Regions from separate parts of the Mus musculus genome. Here regions 2 and 3 are each linked to region 1. The links are chromatin contacts, called in public ChIA-PET and promoter capture Hi-C maps. All regions are on one chromosome and are shown on one strand. Each heading gives the region's core, a stretch centred on a gene start, on an enhancer-like site or on the middle of the called end of the contact. The rest is flanking DNA. Distances are from core to core; before and after follow the strand shown. Region 1 holds the start of Gys2 (glycogen synthase 2). Region 2 holds the start of Sult6b2 (sulfotransferase family 6B, member 2). Region 3 has its middle 19 kb from the start of Cmas.

Region 1 (4,558 bases), core at 774-3,273:
GTCCGGTCCTCTCTGCTCCTCTCATCAGTACAGAGGATGAAGGGCTCATCCTTTGAGCTGCGTCTGAGGGCGTCTAAACAGAGGAGCCCTCTGCTGACTTTCCTTTTACGTATTTCCTAAATGTGTACTGGGGGAACTTTGAACAGTCAGAATAAGGCGGAAGCCAGGACAGAGTGCAAATACAATCCTGCGTATGTGTGTGTACACAAGATGCACGTGGCACACGTGTGGGTACATGTTCCCGTGGGTGCATGTGTGAGAGCATGTGCACACACACATATAGGCCAGAGGTCACCAAAGTCCTGTTGACTTTGCTTTGTGAGACAGGGTCTCTCACTTGCCTGGAGTTTACCCATCCTGCTGGGCTGGCTGGCCAGTCAGCCTCTGGGGCCCTCCTGCCTCCACCTCCACAGCCCTGGGACAACAGGCATCTGCAGCCACACCCAGGTTCTTCACTTGAGTTTCAGGGCTGGAACTCGGGTCCTTATGCCTGCCAGAGGAGCATTTTACTGACAGAATTATCTTCCCAGACTCAGCAATTATAATTCCAACTCTGACATTATGCTGACCCTCAACATGTGCAAGGAAGAAATAGAATCTTCATTCATTCTCAGCTCCCATCTTCAATTTGTAAAGGTTGTATCATTTACCCTCTCCCCTCATCTCTCTGACAGGCTTTGTATGATCTTGCAGAATTCAGGAAATCTATTCACCTGTTAATATTCCCTTGAGATTTTTAAAACAAGCATAATGGCACACACTTTTTAATCCCAGCACTTGAATCTGTAATTTTCCAGGCCAACCATAACTAAACTGTGAGTTCATGTGTCAACATCCTAAAACTGGAAGATAAATCTCTAAGAGTTGATTTTCACATAGCCTTATAAATACCTCTATTAGAAAAATCACTTAGGTTGCCTCATCCATCTTTCATTTTCAAAAGCACATTTTCTATATATGCATAGCATTGGAGAAAGATTCATTTTAATATTTCTCAGTAGAACACAATTTAAATGAAACTCTAACTTCAATCTTATCTTGAATTCTTAGAAGCATTAAACACTAATAGCATGAAGAGGTAACATTTCTGATTAGTCCTGACCACATATAGCTTTTCCTCTAAGAAAAGAATTTCTTAATTTGCTTCTTATTTATAAGGAAAATGCTCAGACAAAACAATAACTTGCCCCTTGGTCTTGCAAACTTTATATGCCCCAGTATAGGGGAACACCAGGGCCAAGAAGTGGGAGTGGGTGGGTAGGGGAGAGGGGTGGGGGGAGGGTATAGGGGACTTTCGGGATAACATTTGAAATGTAAATGAAGAAAATACCTAATACAAAATTAGAAAAAGTTTTAAAAAATTCCTACTTGGCCATGACATTCATTTACATTTCTAACATTAACAAGCCTATTCAGCCACTCACTACCCTTTTGGATTCTCTCCCTCTTCACCCCACATATAAGTTTATGTTTTCATTGCCTGTTGGAAAGAGTTTTATGACCTACAGACACCTTCAGAGCCAATGCTGCCCCATCACCACTGGAGTCCCCTATGTCTCTGGCCCACCATGGCCAGTGTTGCAAGTAGTACAAACCTTTGTTGGTCACCTCCCAAGAAACTTCAAAAAGCAGTAAGTCTTCCACAGGGAGTCTTTCAGCTTCCCACACAGGGAGCCCACCAAGGGATGTCACCGACAAGGAGCGGCCTCTGAGCATTCTTCTTCCAGCTGTGTGGTGCCGTTTGGGACCTGATTCAGCTGACTGCAGTCAGCACTGAGAAAAAGCAGCAGCCTTGGGATAGCCTCTACAGGGTGAGCCAGCAATCTGAGGTCACATGAACCCAGCGCAGCTGGATGAAGCGTGCCCAGCTCCTTGCTGCCTTTCAGGAGAGGGCAGTGCCTCACAGTTATAATCCACACAGACACCCAAAAACAAAAAAAACAAGACAAAACAAAACAAAAAATCGCAGCTGAAACCTGACTATTCACAGCAGGGCAGGTAGCCAGAGGACAGACTGAGCATGACAAGAGTCCAGTCCTTTGGCCTTTGGCCTTTAGACCAAACTCCTACACTCTCTGGATGCTTATTTTGTCATTGGCAGAAGCACAAGCAGGAGTTTCCCTCAGACACAAGCAGTTTTCCACAGACTGCACGGTGGTGCCTAGAGTCTACCCCAGCCTGTGCCTAGCTGTGCTCTTCCCTCTGCCTCTCCTTATCTAGAACTCTGAGTTTTATTCCCACTTATTTTATTCTAAATGTACAAGCTGGATTGTGGTGAGAGGCCAGATCTCGATTCTCCTTAAATGCTGTACTTTTTTGGTATACAAAGGCATAAACCACGGTGTCTTTCTGCATAGCACATAAAGAATGTGTCATTTTGGTTGATTGGTTGATTGTCAATCCCTATCTTAATGGCTAAAGAGAAATGAATTTTAGTTCCGTTCATGGATTTTAAATGTCAAGTATTATGGGATTGATAGTATTTCATAATTCAGTGCTCAGGAAAGTATTGAAATATGGGGGAAAGTTGCAGAAGAGGTTAGGATCTGAACTTTCACCATAATGATGATTACATCATCAGTAAAGGCCGTGCACCGCCTTTTCTGTATTTGTCAGTGTACAACTATGTATGTGCTTGTGTGTTTGCCCATACAGACAAACACCACCTTCCACACTCTAATATTCCCAAAAGACAACTACAAGCATGCTTGATTTTTAACCATGTTCTTTACAAGTTTAGCTTGCTATCAACATGCCTACATTAATAGGCCTTTTTTTTTTCTTTCAGAAAATGATAATTGTCCCAAGTATTCTTCTTGTTTGAATTTTAAGAATTCGGGCCAGCGAGAGGGTGCAGCAGGTGAAGAGCTTGCGGCCAAGCCTGATGACCTGGATTTGATCCTGGGACCCACATGACAGAAATAGATAGCCAGCTCCTGCATGTCATCATCTGACCTTCATGCATGTGTGGTGGTACACATAAGCAGTCACACACATACCACCTGCAAAAGAAATGCAATAGAGGAGCTGGGCGTGGTGGCGCACACCTTTAATCCCAGCACTCGGGAGGCAGTGGCAGGAGGATTTCTGAGTTTGAGGCCAGCCTGGTTTACAAAGTGAGTTCCAGGACAGCCAGGGCTACACAGAGAAACCCTGTCTCAAAAAACAAACAAACAACAACAACAAAACAAACAAACAAACAAAACAAAAAGAAAAGAAAAAAAAGAAATACAATAGAAAAATTTAAAAATAGAATTTTTAAAATTCTCACAAAAACTAAATTGTTAATACAGTATAGAAAATTTTATTAGTTTTTTTTAGCAACATCATTCAGCAGTAACTTAAGCCTGTCTTAATGACTCAAGGTGAATAGAGTCATATTTTATCATGTAGTATAAGCCTATGGAAATGAAGTAGAATATGTTTGTCTTCTGGGACTCAGTGACATTAAAAAATTCTTTTTTTAAAAAAAATTTATTTATTTATTATATGTAAGTACACTGTAGCTGTCTTCAGACACTCCAGAAGAGGGAATCAGATCTCGGATGGTTGTGAGCCACCATGTGGTTGCCGGGATTTGAACTCCGGACCTTCGGAAGAGCAGTCAGGTGCTCTTACCCATTGAGCCATCTCACCAGCCCCAACATTAAAAAATTCTTATCCTTACCTATGAACATGTATATAATTACATACTGTATATTTACTTGTTTGAAGTTTGACAGAAAAGCTTATATGGCTAACATTAAAAATCAAGTCAAAGGGCTGGTGAGTTGGTTTAGTGGGTGATGGATCTCGCAGCAAGCCAGATGACTTGAGTTTGATCCGTAGAATTTACGAAAGGGAGGGGAGGAGAGAACTGAACACACAAAGTGTCCTCTGACCTTCAGATGTATGCTGTGTCCTGCATACCCACATTCTGCTACACACACGCACACACAACACAATAATAATAATAAATAATAATAATAATACAAAATACTTTTTGAGAAAATCAAGTACTACGATAGTATAAATGTGTGCCTATGTGCGGAATGCTCAACATGGCTGTCTCTTTGAAGAAATTGTGAGTATTGACTTAACCTCTGAAGGTTCATGGCTGTCTCTTTGAAGAAGTTGTGTGTATTGACTTAACCCCTGAAGGTTCTGCAAACCCCAGTAAAACTGAACAGAAGGTCGTGATGACGAGGAGTGTCAGAGGAGGCAGGCCTTAGGTTTGCTGCGGTCTCAGCAATTGCAGACTGGCTCGTCCAGCACTGAAAGGGTTGCAGAGAGTTAACTCACACAGCTACCTGCTAAGACCAAGTGCTCAGTTGTGAATCAGTCTCTGGTGGGGTTCAGTCCCATCAGCCACTTGGCAGTTATGTGAACTTCTGCAGTGTCTTCTAAGTTCCTGAACCTATCCAACTGATACAGAATAATTCCCAGGGATGTCAAAGTGCTCCACATAGGAATAAGGTTTCAAAAGAAGTTAGGGAATGGTTTGTAGAAGAGTCTTAACGAATACTCAGCCTTGGTTACAAAGTGTCTATAAAGATCTACTCAAACTTTCCCCCAGGGC
Region 2 (4,558 bases), core at 1,047-3,546, 330 kb after region 1:
CAAAGCCCACAAGCTCTTCTCCGTTTATAGGCTATCTTCTTTCCTCTCAACCACCCCTCCTCCGCAGTTACTCTCCCTTTTTGTCTCCCATGGAACCCAGCCCCTTCCTCTGCTAGAACACACATCAGAACACAGTTACTATGGCATATGTGTGTGTTCACCTCCCCCTTCACCTTTTGAAGAGTGACACATAGATCTCTCTGTATGAGTAGAACAGTATCTGTGCAGACCAAGCACTTAAATCATAAATGTGCGTCGTATTCAGAGAGATAAAAGGCTGATACCATAGACTCTGAAGAAAGCACAGAGTTCTGTTTGAGTTTCAGTGTTTTGGAAGTGGGATGGGGGTGGGGATGGTGTTGTTGTAAATTGAATCTGTTATTATTGTATTTGCACATAATGTGAGGGAGTGAATGTCAGAGGACAACTTTGCACAGTTGATCTTGTCTTCTGCCTTTTTCGGTGCTCCCTGGATCAAATTCATGTGCCCAGGCTAACACAGCGAGTGCTTTAAGCCACGTGCCTGCCATCTGGTTGGCCCGGTGCTCTCATGTTTGTTTGCAATACGGGGGGGGGGGGATTGTTATACATGGGATGACACAGGGGACCGAACCCTGTTTTCCTTTCATGCTACACAAGTGCTCTTCCCTGAGCATCCCTCCCCCACACCCAGCAGAGAATACAACTCCACACTTTGCTGAAGCAAATGATAGCTGTAGCCCAACTTTGCAGCAGAGAAGCTGAAGCTTGGGGGTGGGGGTGGGGGAGGCATTTTGTTAATTGAAGACTATAGCCTCAAGGAGGTTAAATCCGGCTAGTGTCTTATTTCATTGTGATTTCAGTGATGTGTAACATGAACAACTTCATGGCTGAACAATAAATACTCTGTCTTGCTTTCTAAGTTTCATGTTAAGTGTACTTTACAAAGGTCTTTCTTTCTTAGATTTATTTATTTTATTAGTGGGAGTGTTTTGCCTGCAGATGTGTGTGTGTGTGTGTATCTTGTGAGTGCCTGCTGTCTACAGAAGAGGGCATCAGATTCTCTGGGATTGAAATTGAGCAGAGTGTGTGTGTGTGTGTGTGTGTGTGTGTGTGTGTGTGTGTGTGTGTTCTCAAAACCCCTGACCTTTGTGCACTTTGCTTCTTCCCACACTGATGACCCGATCTAACTGGTGACTACACTGCATAACTGACTGGACGTGGCTGCTCGTTGTTGAACACCTTAACTGTAGCCACCGTCTCTATGTGACCACTACTAAGGAAATTGTAGCAGGCAACTGGATGTTACATAACAAACAAAATTATCATAGAACTAAGTCCAAGAAAGTACAGAGTGGCATTACTTACTCAATGACACCCATGGGTGTACAACTCTGTACGAATCGATTCTGAAGTAAAACTTTAGCAGGGAAAGTATTTACGGCTCTTATTAGTGTAGATGAAAAAAGTTATAGACAATTAAGTATGAGCTGAGCAAAGGTTGTTTAGTCATCAGGACGATCTGGGCAAGATACAATGGGAATCTATCACATAGCTATTTTGCTTATTTCATATGATATATCAACATTTGTGCACCTTCATAAATCAAATGAAGAGGAAAACTTTAGCAGAGCTTCAATCATTTCACTTGAGTCTTTTTAAAGTAAGAAATCTAAATCCTTGAAAGTCATCCCCCCACCCCCAAAAAATGTCTGAGATGGAAACAAAAACAATGTTTCCATTACTGTTGCTTCTCTGTATCTTATAGAACACTAAGTAAATGGAAACAATGTTTCTACCTCTTACTGTTGCATCTCTGTATCTTATAGAACACTAAGTAAATGGAAACAATGTTTCTACCTCTTACTGTTGCATCTCTGTATCTTATAGAACACTAAGTAAATGGAAACAATGTTTCTACCTCTTACTGTTGCATCTCTGTATCTTATAGAACACTAAGTAAATGGAAACAATGTTTCTACCTCTTACTGTTGCATCTCTGTATCTTATAGAACACTAAGTAAATGGAAACAATGTTTCTATACCTCTTACTGTTGCATCTCTGTATCTTTTAGTACATTTTAGGGGGAAACTCACCAGATTTTGGGTAGGAAACCAGAAATATGTCATCTTCTCTAGCATCAAAAGAGTCCAAGGAACCAAGGAGTTCTTCTGAAGACATGGTAGAGAAGAAGATGCCCATGTACTTATGGAGGAGACTTGGCTGACTCTGGCATGACATCTTCCACTGACCCTATTAGAGGCTGTATAGTCAGCACAGTCCCTCCACAAGCCACAGACAAACCTGGCCCTTGGTCACAACCTCAGCAGAGTGGCAGAGGAATCTTGGTATCTCCAAGCTGATATTCCATGTGTCTATATATACCTTTTGCAGCTCTCTAGAAGAATAATTTTTAAACCACAACTGAGCCAATGTCTATTATAAAAGTCATGTTATCTGAATTTTTCTGATAACACAGGTTACAAAATGTGTCCTTCCACTCAGTTCAGGCTCATTTGCATAGAAAACTACCAGGCAGCCAGGAGTAATCACTGTGTTAAGATTGTACCACTATCAAATCCTTTGTCCTAAATAGGTAAAGTCTTTAGTCACTACAATGAATTATGTCACTGAAAGTAATTAAGAAAATTGGGTTTCTACAGTATAGGAAGTAGTCAGTATTTAAAGTTTGAGGGGACACAGCAACAGGGAAATAAGAATGTCTCCAGGAATTGGGAAATACTCTTGCGACAGCCTTTATGAGCTGTAGTTTAGAAGAAATACAGTGATAGTCAGAATACCACACTAAAAAGAGATTTCCTGAGAACACATGCAAACAGGAATCTGTAGAGAGAAGGAAGTTAATTCTTATCTCACTCAATTTTAGTCTTGGTTGGTAATATTACAATATTCCAGATTCAATTAGATATAGTAAAGAAATGCTCAGTTATTTCAATGAAACTCAGTTGAAAATTTGGCTTGTCTGACAATGGAAGGAACATTAATGAAGAAATGGACAAAATTTTAATCGAGTGTCAAAAATAGAGGTTATACTGTAGGGAAAATATCTGAAGAAGAAAGATGCCCATGGCAGTAACAGAAACATATACATAGTAACAGATCATATACACAGGAGATGACAGAGAATGCACTAATAGAATAAACACATGAACGGAGGACAGCAATGAAGTGTCCTGGCTTGCTGTGTTCTAGGACAAGCCAACAGAAAGCAGAGCTTGAGGGTGGGCTGCTCACTTGGTGCAGCTACGTAGCATGTAGGAAGCCAGGAATGGATGCCCAGCCACACAGACACAATGTATAGTGGTACAGATCTACAATCCCAGCACCCAGCAGGTGGAGGCAGGAGGATTGGAAATTCAAGGTCCTTTTTAAAAATAAAACTATTGGCAGGATTAATTTTTGATAGCTAATTTTTGCATAACTACCCATTGGCTCCCTTTTAGATACTTATTTTTACGTAATTAAAATATAATTATTTTAAGTCATTTCTCCCCTCCCCCTCCTCCCTCCTACCCCTTGTAGGTCCTCCCCTCCAAAATTCACACTCTCCTCTTCTTTAACTTTGTTGTTATATATACACATAAACATAAATGAATAAATGTACAGTCAGTACTCAGTACAACATGACTCAGTACTGACAGTGTTGCTTGCATGAACATGTTTCTAGGACTAAGCAATCACTCGGTATTGAAGAACCAATCATCAGGGCTCAAAAAGACTAACTCCCTCCCCCCCCCCCCCAACCCCTCAACCCCTTGTTAAACACTCATAGTTCTTTATCAAGGGGGAAGGCCCATGAGATTTCCACCATCTGCACTGGGGTATCAACTGATGCAGAGTCGTTCAGGTCTTGTTTAGGCAGCCATACTGTTGAGATTTGCATGTGTTCAGTTTCCCTAGGATGGCTAGAAAGTACAATCTCACATCAGACCTCCTGCTCAGATCATGCACTCTTCTCTCTTTCTCGATGCAGATCATGCACTCTTCTCTCTTTCTCGATGGCCTCTGAGCCTTGGGTGCAGGGGCTGTGTGCTAGATGTACTCGCCTGTGCTGAGCACCCTGTGGTCTCTTGTTCTCCCTATTTTGACCAACAATGGTTTCTGCAACAGTCTCCATCTGTTGGGAACACAAGCCCTTTGACAACCGGTGAGAGCTACACTCACCTGTGGATACGGGAACAAGTATTTCAGATGCAGTAAAGAATTATGTAATGGGTGGAGTTTCCTCTTTAAGACCCATGACCTCATTAGTTCTGGGTAGTTGAGTAAATTTCTAGTATCAGATGATTTCCTGCCTGTTGAATGGGCTTTAAGTCCAACTAGCCAGCTGTTGGTTATCATCAAGGGGAAGTGCTGCCTTTGCTAGCCAGATGTTGGTTATCATCAAGGGGAAGTGCCGCCTTTGCAGCTTTAGGGATATCTTGCCATGCTAGTCCTGTGGTTTCTGCTCATTACAGCTGGGTAGGACTATTGATCGTTTTCCTCCCTTGGCAGTTTGCATATCAATTTCCGGTACTATGGAAACTGGTACACCTCCTCAGGGAGGAGGCTCTCCCG
Region 3 (4,558 bases), core at 1,376-3,875, 270 kb after region 1:
CAGGTGGCTCCAGGACCACCTGCCCAGCGCTATCAATGCCCACAGTGGGCTGAGCCTTCCCACAGCAATCAGGAAAAGTCTCCGGCAGACAGACATGTCCACAGACCAATCTATGGAGCTCGTTCCTCTACTGAGCTTCCCTTTGCCCAAGTGTCTCTAATTTGTGTTGAATTTTATTTAACGATATAGAGAATTAAAATGTTACTAATCAACCCAAACCTAGCCAATTTTTTACGGTGTACAAACACCAGCTAAAACATATACAAATGCAAAAGCTAACATATGTAGTTAAGGCATCAAATTCTGATTACCAATTGATGCAATTGTGTGTGCTGTGCGTGTGTATGTGTGTGTATATGTGTGTATGTGATAATCGATTTCCACAAAAGCCTGCAAAGGATCACAATTTTACTTGGTAAAATATTCAAACTATTTCTCCAACCTCTTCATTAAATGATTATATTCACAATGCTACTATAGACTTACACCTGTGTATATATTTAAATGAAAAGAAAAATATGCATAACCCCATCACTTATTTAGGAAAAGTGAGAAAACAGAATATATGAGCATATATATATAGGAGTGTGTGTATATGTGTGTGTACATATGAATAAGTGTGTGCACATGTACGTGTGCATATGTGTGTATATGTGTTTATGTGTGTATATAAGTATGTGTGCACATGTGCATGGGCATGTGTGTGTGTGGTGTGCGTGTGTGTATGTGTGCATATATGTTTGTATGTGTGTATGTATGGGTATGTGTGTATGTGCATGTTTAGATGTGTATATAAGTGTGTGTGCATGTTTGTGTGTGTGTGTGTGTGTGTGTGTGTGTGTGAGCATACATGTGTACTGAGTACTATCCTACAGGAAGCAGAAGAGACTAAGTGGAGGAAGCAGAACCAGCAACAAAACTCTCACTATGTCTTTCGAGGCATGGGGTATAGTGCAGTTGGTAGAGTGCTTCCTTAGCACGCATAAAGCCCTGCACCCCATACACTGAACAGGATGGTAACATGCCTATAAGCCTATATTGCTTAGATTTGATCTCAGAGTTTGGGATAAAGATACAGGAGGATCAGGAGTTAAGTCATCTTTGTAGATATATATGTATATATGGCAAGTTTGAGGCTAACCTGGGCTACATGAGGCTCTGCCTCAAAAATAATATACATAAATTAATGAACCTGACCAGCTAGAGTCAGCCTCATAAATATAAATTTAGAGCACAATTCAGTGGAGGAAGAATTCGAGTTAATAAGGCTAGAGGACTAAAAGCCATGTGGAATGCTAGCGATGTAATAGCAGATTTACATAAAGCAGATCTGGCAAAACGTAAAGATTGAAGGTGCTCAACAAGGAGAGTTGTGTAGGGCTCGGTGGGGTCTCATCCCATTGACTAAGAAAACTAAGTAAAACTGATCCAAAAAGCATACTTTGAGAATGAATTCCCAGTACAATTTATTTAATTATAAATCCATATGACTTGTTATTTATATATACAAAAAATTACGTTTAATTTGACCTTAAAACATTCTGAGAAATTTACTAGTCAACTCTTGTGAGCTGGCTCTAGCCAGCCCTGAAGGGAAAGAGTCCAGAGCACAGGAGATTCCTCCCCTCCCTCCCACTCTCTCTCCCTCCTTCAGCGTGGACTTCCCAGCCTTCCAGCCATGCACGTTATCAAGGAGGGACCCAAAGTGCCAGATACGCTTTCATTCTGCTGAGCTTCTCACTGCAGCTCCCAACTGCACACAGCATGCTGGACGGCAGTGACAATCACAATGACAATAGCAATGAGCTCAACTGCAGTCACCAGACTCTAAGGGCACACTATCTGCTGGCCACTTGTGACTTCCATTAAGCTTTGTTAACTTTGACATCTCAAATTACTCAGCTAGGAGAGCCACAGAATGGGGTTTGAATCCAGGTCTATCTTCAGCACAAATATTTTTCAACCGAAGTGAAAGGCAACTGAGGATCAAGGTCCTTTCTGTGTGTCAGGAATTATTTCATGTAGGGGACCGGAGTGATGGCTCAGCGGTTAAGAGCACCAGCTGCCCTTGCAGAGCACCCAAGTTATGTCCCCAGAACCCATGGTGGGTGGCTCACAACTGCCTATAACTCCAGCTTGAAGAGATCCAATGCTTTCTTCTGCCTTCTGCAGGCACCTGCCTTCATGAACACATAATTTAACATAAAATAAATATTCTTAAAATTATCTCATCTTAGCAGAGTTCATCATGATGCTAGGCCAGGTGCCTGAAGGACTGGCTTATGTGAAGCTAAGGCCTTAGCTAGTTAATCATAGTGAGTCTAGGATTAAGGTAGACAAGTCAGGCTCAATTCTCACCCCATACATGACAAAAGAAACTTCCACATCAAGCCAATGAACCTCTAATTCAAATCACACACACACACACACACACACACACACACACACACACACACACACACAAAAGCCTTTTGTCACAGCCTTTTGCCCAATTCCTACATTTGTGCCAGTTTACAAAATCAAAAACTTTGGAATGAGACCGAAAACCTTTGTTCTCAGTCAAACATTTTGTGTGGTTAATATTTCTCCCAGCCTTTCCCTAGAGGGATCTCTAGCTTCTAACCAGGGTATCTTTACACAAGACAAAATCAATTGCTCAGAGCTATGGGAGACTTCCAGAGGCTGCGTATGAAATGACAATGGCTGTAGGTGACCATAAGTGCTGCTCACTAGAGTAGAGGCTTATAGAGGCCAGGGACCACTCTATGTCCATACCACAGATCCCTGAACAGAACTTGTGTGATTTTCACAGTTCCAGAACATATAGTCGGATTTAGCACTCTTAGCAGTAGGTGTAATGTCAACAAGCATTCCTTGATCCATGACATTGGAACGCTGGTGGTGGGAAAAGCCAAACGTGCCCGCCAGAGCCCCTTTCATTTAAGAGCAATGGCGACCTGAGTCAAGGCTGCATTCCTGGAGAACTGCCAAGGTTAGTGTGACACCAAAACCATGAAACATGCAAGAGGGGTCAAAGGGCTCTGGCAGGACAGAGCATAGCAAGCTTGGTGCCCACCAACAGGTTTTGCCTTTCTCTCTGCCCCCCTGGCTAAACCACAGATTACATGCCCTATGCGATCCACCAAGGTGTAGTCCCTTATATGGCCACTTCCTCCTCCTGAGGTTGACTACCAAGGTCCAAATGTCAAAGTATTGATGTCTGGCAACCAGAAGCCCCCTTTTGGCTGCCATAATTAACATGCCACAGAAGCTGACATAGGAGGTCACAGTTTCAGAGGAAAGAATGCTCTCAGCCAGAGACACAACAATGACTCCACTGATTGTCACCTCTCCACGCTGCACTCCTCAGGCAAAGACTGAAGTATGGTGTCAGCTTTTGTGCCTGGTCCTGTTTCTCAAAGGGAAACTAAGCAACTACGCCACAATAAAATCAGAGTCTCTCTAGAATGCAGACGATCTATGGGAGCATTTCAGTGCCTTGATGTTAAGGTCAATGGGGAAAAAAACCACAAGATTCAGACAAATCCTTCAGGAGTCAATGCTTGGGTCATCCTATCCTATACTGAGGTGCCTAGTAGAGAAGAAAAAAAAAAAGACTATAAATTGAGTGATATAGGAAGGTAGTGATAAACACTAGCTAAGACATGTGAGCAGTTATTGGACAATAACCTGGAATTGTGTAGGTCTTCTAATGTTGTGATATAATCAAGACGCTTTGACTTTATTAGTACCACATTAACTATTCCCCCTCCTATTTAAGTTACAAGATGTTGGCGGAAGAGTGACCCCCCGAAATCCTTCCAAATGAGGAGGGATGTGGCCTCCTCATTTATTTGCGCACGTAGTGGTCGCGATGCCTAGATGGAGCCGTGGCTTCCCTGTTACCCTGGTCTGAAGATTAAGTGTGAACTAGCAGAAGGTGTGTGGGGCGAGTTTCATAAAGAAAAGCCAAGGAAGCGAGTTTCATAAAGAAAAACTGACAACTTCTGGAACATTTGCAGTGAGGCCTGCGATAAATTTTCCAAAGACAGCGTGAGAATGGAAGTCAGTAATATGAAGATATAAAATTTCACAAATATGTATCACGCAGCATATTCCTGTAACATTTTAATTCTGTGAGTCAACTCCTTAAGATAATCAGGCCTTTGCTGTTGTTAGACCATTATCGGTTTTCCTGCTCACTTTAAAGGCTTTCCTTCTGTAAGAATGCATACAACTGTTGTCTTTAGGTGAAGTGGAAACTTAAGGCTTCTTTGGGAAGTTGGTTGGATGGTGTTTTACTGGGGCGAACACGTGAAGGGACATTTCATTGCAGTGGGCACAGGTGTGAAAGGCTGAGGCAGACTCATGAAGGAGTGTTTCGCTGAAGCAGACACAGGAAGAGAGGATGTTCTGCTAAAGCAAGCATGTGAAAGGACGTGATGAGGGATTCTTTGCTAACAACACACATGCATTGGTCCGCCTTACATTGTGTAGTTGAGCTGCATCTGTCGGGGATGCCATAGAGAGAAATGCAGCAAAACATTTCTGGTGATGT

Evidence for each region. ChIA-PET counts read pairs in DNA pulled down with a chosen protein or histone mark. Capture Hi-C pulls out chosen DNA fragments and counts their contacts.
Region 2: a promoter capture Hi-C map of adipose tissue shows a contact between it and region 1. The contact joins the promoter of Sult6b2 here to the promoter of Gys2 in region 1. A contact is called at or near these places in 2 of 39 promoter capture datasets (both in liver) and 2 of 9 other capture datasets (adipose tissue and liver).
Region 3: an H3K27ac ChIA-PET map of liver shows a contact between it and region 1, with 6 times the contacts expected there. The contact joins the enhancer-like site here to the promoter of Gys2 in region 1. A contact is called at or near these places in 10 of 39 promoter capture datasets (the 3T3-L1 cell line, cranial neural crest, embryonic stem cells and 6 more), 13 of 484 Hi-C or Micro-C datasets (the HL-1 cell line, the HPC-7 cell line, Sertoli cells and 7 more), 2 of 115 datasets of contacts at active chromatin or transcription factors (embryonic stem cells and liver) and 5 of 9 other capture datasets (adipose tissue, embryonic stem cells, liver and 2 more).

The regions. Positions count from the first base shown.
Region 1 is chr6:142,471,086-142,475,643 of GRCm38.p6, forward strand. It overlaps Gys2 (glycogen synthase 2), which reads right to left and starts at 2,024. Exons shown (of 17, transcript NM_145572.2): 1 at 1,596-2,024. The coding sequence starts at 1,716.
Region 2 is chr6:142,802,170-142,806,727 of GRCm38.p6, forward strand. It overlaps Sult6b2 (sulfotransferase family 6B, member 2), which reads right to left and starts at 2,297. Exons shown (of 6, transcript NM_001145390.1): 1 at 2,077-2,297. The coding sequence starts at 2,221.
Region 3 is chr6:142,735,831-142,740,388 of GRCm38.p6, forward strand. No RefSeq gene overlaps it. Among named protein-coding and RNA genes, the nearest start is that of Cmas, 19 kb to the right of the region's middle. Within about 2 kb of position 2,626, at least 3 of the 459 cell types and tissues checked have an H3K27ac peak or open chromatin away from gene starts, as enhancers often do. A contact at or near this core is called in liver, where this site is marked.